2 separate regions of the Mus musculus genome follow, and region 1 is linked to region 2. Evidence: chromatin contacts called from public promoter capture Hi-C data. All regions are on one chromosome and are shown on one strand. The core of a region is the stretch at or near the end of the contact, and the rest is flanking DNA. Distances in the headings are between cores, read along the strand shown. Region 1 has its middle 21 kb from the start of Mir8103. Region 2 holds the start of Cdk5rap3 (CDK5 regulatory subunit associated protein 3).

Region 1 (2,749 bases), core at 246-2,745, 170 kb after region 2:
CTTGTGGAAACATGATGAACTTCATCATATTCTTTCTGCCCTTCAAGTAGTTTCATAACCATTTGTGCCCCGTCCCGCCCACGCCACTGACAAGCCTTTAGCGGGAGTCCTTTTATTAAAGAGTCTGTATATTGAGCTTCCACACACGAAGCCCTACTGTTATACAGACAAGCAATTATGAAACAGTTGGTGTGTGCTTTCTGCGTCATCCGCTTATTCTGTAGGAGGTTAGTACTACCATCCGTCTGATTTTACAGATCCTATCAGTAGAGCGGATCAGAGACAGAAATTAAACGAGCTGCCTAAGGCCACACAGCGACTGGAGATTCCAGATGCTCTGCTGTCGAGCATTCCTCCTCCCCACCCCCCGACCTGCCTGTCACGGGTATGGGAAGCCTCGTGTGATCAGAATCCTGCTACATGCAAGAGTCTCCTCAGACCTCTTCTCTGGCTGCCCTAATGCTCAGTCGGCTTGCTCGCACAGGTGAAGGGTCGGGAGACCTTCAAGAGCCTTCCTTTGCTCATAGAGTCTTTAGGTTTCTTCTAGTGGGAAACCAGAGATAGGAGACTCTCAGGGGTATCCAGAGCTCCCGTCAGAATAGGGACATGTCACTAAGGACCCAGAAACCAGTGAGCATAGCGACCACGCTCACTACCTTCCCGCCCACACTCTGTTCTTCAAGAGTGTCCTGTCAGGGGGTTAGCCTCTCTTCTGAAACCTGAAACCTAGGAGTGTGAGGGGCCAGGAGGAGGAAATAAGCCTCTTCCAGAGTTCCCTCTCAACACGTGCTTGCTGACAGAGTACTGTGGGTGGGTGGCACCCCCCGCAGCAAAGGTGGCTACGGAGTGGAGCATGGCCTCAAGGGACTCTGTCAGTAGAGGAAGGACAATGAGTCAACATGGCTGTGATTCAGCGTGACTGTAATAACGGCAGAAGAGAAGGCTGAGTTCCTCTGCGGTGGGCGGGAATTTACAGGAGATGGGATCAGGCAGAGTGGGTCGGGATGAGCCCTCGGAGAGCAGTGCCAGGCAAGCGAGGCAAACGCAGAGACCTGCAGTCTGAACATGACGGGATTGGGAGACAGTGCGTTGTGGCTGCCTGGAGCAGGCAGAAGATTGGCTGAGCAGCTGAGGTCGTTCATATCTGTGGGACATAAGTGCTTTAAGTAAAGACGATGGAATCCCTTCTAAGCATGCAGAAATGTCTCTCCACACTCTGAGGGAACAGGGCAGGCCTGGGAGCTAGGTCACCTAGTTTCTTAGTGTCTTCATTAAGCGTTTCTGGAGTTCCCTTTCAGTGGGGGAGCTTGTAGCTGTAAGTGACTGGGTCCCACTGGGACCAACTCAAATAGAAATGGAATGATGTATTCGTTCACATAACTGGAGGACACCGAGAGAGTCCAACTGATGGTCTGTGAAGCACTGTGGCAGGGGACAAGAGAGGCTGTAATTAACCCAGCTGGTCACATGTCCAATTTTGTAGAGGAAGCAGAAGCAGGAGGCAGCCCACAATTCACAGCTCTTTAAGACTACGGGGAGTAACCGGGGTATGCTGGCGCAGGCCTGTAATCCCAGCACTCGGAAGGCCGGGGTGGAAGTATTGTCTGCTGGAGGCTAAACGGGTGAAGAGCAAGACCTTGTCATGAAAAAATAAAAACAAACAAACAAACAAAAGCCCCTTGTGGAATGAGAGGGGGCATGGCTTTGGGATAACATGGCAATGAGTTCGCCAGTTAGCAACGGGAGCTGACATTTCTAAACGATGCATGTTCTCTGAGTCAGGAGCCCAGTCTGCCTCAAATGCTGTCCAGTCCAGACAAGGCCGGAGTGAGCCTGGGGAACAGGCACTGGATGGGAAAGCGAGAGTCACCTACGGCAGAATTCAGCACTACAGTATGTAGCCACAGTTCAAACCTCAACAATTGCCCTTCCGCGGAGCTATGGAAAATAAGGGGCGTTAGCCAACGAGAGAAAAGATGAAGAATGTTCAGAGAGAGGTGATCGCACTTAGAAGCTGCGGGTTCTGGTTTGGGAAAGCTGTCCTAGAGAGGGTGAGGAGCAGGGGGACTAGAGAGTCCAGCTTGGCAGGAGACAAGGGAGGGCTGGGGAGGTGGCTATGGGCCCTTCGGGCTGAGACACCTAGAAGGTGATTAGACTGTGTTGGATCTTGAAGTTCAAGAAAAGGCTCCAGCCACAGCGGTGGATTTGAATGCACACCAGGGAGTGGCAGCTAAGGACTGGGAAGCAGCTGGGGCTTGGGTGGGGCGGACCTGCAGCACAGCCACGCTTGCCACACAGGTGACCTTGGAAGGAGGCAGAGAGAGAGAGAGAGAGAGAGAGAGAGAGAGAGAGAGAGAGAGAGAGAGCAGAGCAGGTGAACTGTGGCTTGTGCTGCCTCGTGCTTTGCTTTTCTCTTCTTTTCTTTTTTTTTTTAAAGATTTATTTATTTATTATATGGAAGTACATTGTAGCTGTCTTCAGACACTCCAGAAGAGGGCGTCAGATCTCGTTACAGATGGTTGTGAGCCACCATGTGGTTGCTGGGATTTGAACTCTGGACCTTCGGAAGAGCAGTCGGGTGCTCTTACCCACTGAGCCATCTCACCAGCCCTCTTCTTTTCTTTTTTTGGTTTCTCTGTATAGCCCTGGCTATCCTGGAACTCACTTTGTAGACCAGGCTGGCCTGGAACTCAGAAATCTGCCTGCCTCTGCTTCCCGAGTGCTGGGATTAAAGGTGTGCGCTACCCCT
Region 2 (2,739 bases), core at 237-2,736:
GAACAAATGCTCCATGGTGAGCGGTGTCCTACTGGTTCTTCTCAGGACTCGAGGACAAACTGGCACACCCAGGTAGATGCAGCGGGTGCCCATACACTATGAATACATGGTGGCCCGTGCCTGGCAGGCACTTGGGAGGACTCACCAGTGTCCATCAAAGGACTGAATACTCCCTCTCCTTTAAAACAAATCTTTCAACCGCTTAATTTCTCTCAAGCAACAACAGTATCAGAAATTCTGACTCTGAGTTCTTCTCAAGTTGTCAGAAAGGAAAACAGCAGACACCAGAATTCCTCCAGGGGCTGAGGTCGGCAAACACCCTCTTAAGGACGTGTTACCAGTGGACTGGCGTATCTGGTGAACACAAGGGCCAGGGGCTGTACACACCCCCAGAAGTGACAGAATGAGGGATGTAAGCCAGATGCAGAGACTGCCTGGTCACTAAAAGGTCTTCTTGTCTCTCTGTCATTTTCTTTTGAAATAGTGTCTCTCCATGTAGTCCTGGCTGCCCTGGTGCTTGCTATGTGGCCAAGGCCTGCCTCTGCCTTCTGAGTGCTAAGACTAAAGGTTTTTTGGGGGGGTGGGGGTGGGGGGCGGGGAGTACTAGGCTGGTACTTGCTATGCAAGCCAGGCTGTCTGAGAACTGCCACCAATCCTCCTGCCTCGGCCTCCCAAGTATTATGGTTACCAGTGTGAACCACCATGGTTGGCATAAAAGGTCTGTATGTGAGTCTTAGGGCCCTCTTCTCCCTAAATCCAAGGAGAGAAACTTTTTAAATAGATGGGAGAGGATTACCCACCCCAAATAATGCAAAATGCATGAAGACAGAACCAAACAGACTTAGGTTTCAAATGGATCAGCCATTTGCTTAACTGTCCATCTTTAACACTATCCATTTGTCCTGTGTGCCTGAATACGATTTGATACTACGTGAGAAACGTTAAAAGTAGAAAACACGGAGCCAGTACAGACTTTCCATGCTTCCTTCCTTGCAGAGCAAACAGTTCGCTGGAGTAAAGCACCTCAGCTGGGACTTTCACAGCTCCTGGCTGCTGGTTGGTGACAGGGGGCAACTAGCAGACCTCCCCCGAGAGCCGACCGCGCGGGGGCGCCCTCTCCTACCGAGCAGCTTGCTGGTCTGGATGTCGATGGGCACGTGCTGATGGTCCTGGTGGGAAATACGACCGGGAGGGAGGGCGTGAACGCGGGAAGGCGATGCGCCTCGCGCGCGCTCATTCCACGAGTCCAACCGCCACCCTGCAGGGGCAGAGCACCCGACAGAGGACGGGAGGACTTGAGGAGGCAGGACAGGAATCCCAGAGAAGACCCAGTTTCTCCAGCCCTGGTCCCCACACCTGCATCCTTTCTCCACTTCCGCTTCCGGCCAAAGACCCCGGCCCAGCCTAGCACCAATCCTGAGCGGCTGTGCTTGAGCCTCAGTTCCGAAACAAACCGGCCTCCTTCAGCCACGTCGCCGTCTTCAGCGGAGCCAATCCAAGACCACGCTCCGCCCCTCTGCTGAAAGCCCCGCCCATCACGATGTTCTGATTGGTTGAGTACCGGAGGGGCGGGAGAATAGCTGACAGCCAATGGAAGGCGAGAGGCGGGCTCCGGCCGGGTGATCTCCAGGAAGGGATGTTACACTTGCACGATGGCGGTAGGGGGCACCCAAGAGCCGTTTTAGGCTGCTTTTTCATCAGCCTGGCGCGGAGCCCCCAGCTAGAGAACGAACACATGCGCGGAACAGGTCCTAGCACCTTCCCGATGGCGTTTCGAAAGTAGTTAAAAAAAATACTTTCTTCCCACCATTTTCTCCCTTTACCACATATAGAAGGTCACAGGTCTCTTGAGGCTCTCGTCACATTTTGTCCTCCCATTTATGATAAATACGATTTTTGAGCACCCGATTCTTGTTGGACGACTGGGACAGGGAAGGGAGAGGAAGCAACACTCATTGAATAGTAAACAAAAAGTTGCGTGGTGGCACACGCCTTTAATCCCAGCAGGGAGGCAGAGGCAGGCGGATTTCTGAGTTCGAGGCCAGCCTGATCTACAAAGTGAGTTCCAGGACAGCCAGGGCTATACAGAGAAACCCTGTCTCGAAAAGCCAAAAAAAAAAAAAAAAAAAAAAAAAAAAGTTGCAGAAGGAAGGATGATGGCGGGTGTTCCTGGTGGAGTGGAAAGGCTGTTTCTGATGGAAGAGACTGCACAAACTTTAAAACTACAGCTGCAAGAGTGGTTCAGGGAAAGACAAGCAGGGGAGACCGGCAAAATATACGTGGTCCAAGACAAAGTGAAGTGCAAGGTCCCTTGTTTCACGAGGGATCTCAAGAGGACACTACACAGGTCTCCCACCTATAGCTGACCTCAGACCCACCTCTATACAGTAAAAGGTTTAAGGCAGTGACCCGGGAGGAGGCTGTAAAAATATAAGGATCGTAACAAAGAGTCCCTCATTAAGGAACTTGGACTTCACACTGCAGACAGAGAGGAACCACTGAAGGGTTTGGTACAAGGAAGGACATAACACATATTGGTTAGGAGGATGGGCTAATGGGCAATAAGGCTGTGTCCAGAGCAACTAGGAGGCTGTAAGGGAGAGGTTGGGCCTCACCTAGGTCAGAAGCTGTAGGGAGGAGATAAGCAGAATTTAGGAGGAAAACAGACAGGCGTTGGCAATAGATTGGCCAAATGGGTGAGGAGGGAGGACTCAAACATGACACTCAAGCTGGGCAGTG

What was found. Promoter capture Hi-C pulls out the DNA fragments that hold promoters and counts their contacts.
Region 1: a promoter capture Hi-C map of pre-B cells shows a contact between it and region 2, with 4 times the contacts expected there. The contact joins the enhancer-like site here to the promoter of Cdk5rap3 in region 2. A contact is called at or near these places in 5 of 39 promoter capture datasets (cranial neural crest, embryonic stem cells, neutrophils and 2 more), 2 of 15 datasets of contacts at CTCF or cohesin (embryonic stem cells and large pre-B cells), 4 of 484 Hi-C or Micro-C datasets (CD4 T cells, pro-B cells, regulatory T cells and 1 more), 6 of 115 datasets of contacts at active chromatin or transcription factors (embryonic stem cells, large pre-B cells and pancreatic cancer cells) and 4 of 9 other capture datasets (adipose tissue, embryonic stem cells, liver and 1 more).

What each region holds. Positions count from the first base shown.
Region 1 is chr11:97,083,071-97,085,819 of GRCm38.p6, forward strand. No RefSeq gene overlaps it. Among named protein-coding and RNA genes, the nearest start is that of Mir8103, 21 kb to the left of the region's middle. Within about 2 kb of position 1,496, at least 49 of the 459 cell types and tissues checked have an H3K27ac peak or open chromatin away from gene starts, as enhancers often do. A contact at or near this core is called in pancreatic cancer cells and pre-B cells, where this site is marked.
Region 2 is chr11:96,915,028-96,917,766 of GRCm38.p6, forward strand. It overlaps Cdk5rap3 (CDK5 regulatory subunit associated protein 3), which reads right to left and starts at 1,487. Exons shown (of 14, transcript NM_030248.2): 1 at 1,357-1,487; 2 at 1,124-1,169. The coding sequence starts at 1,362.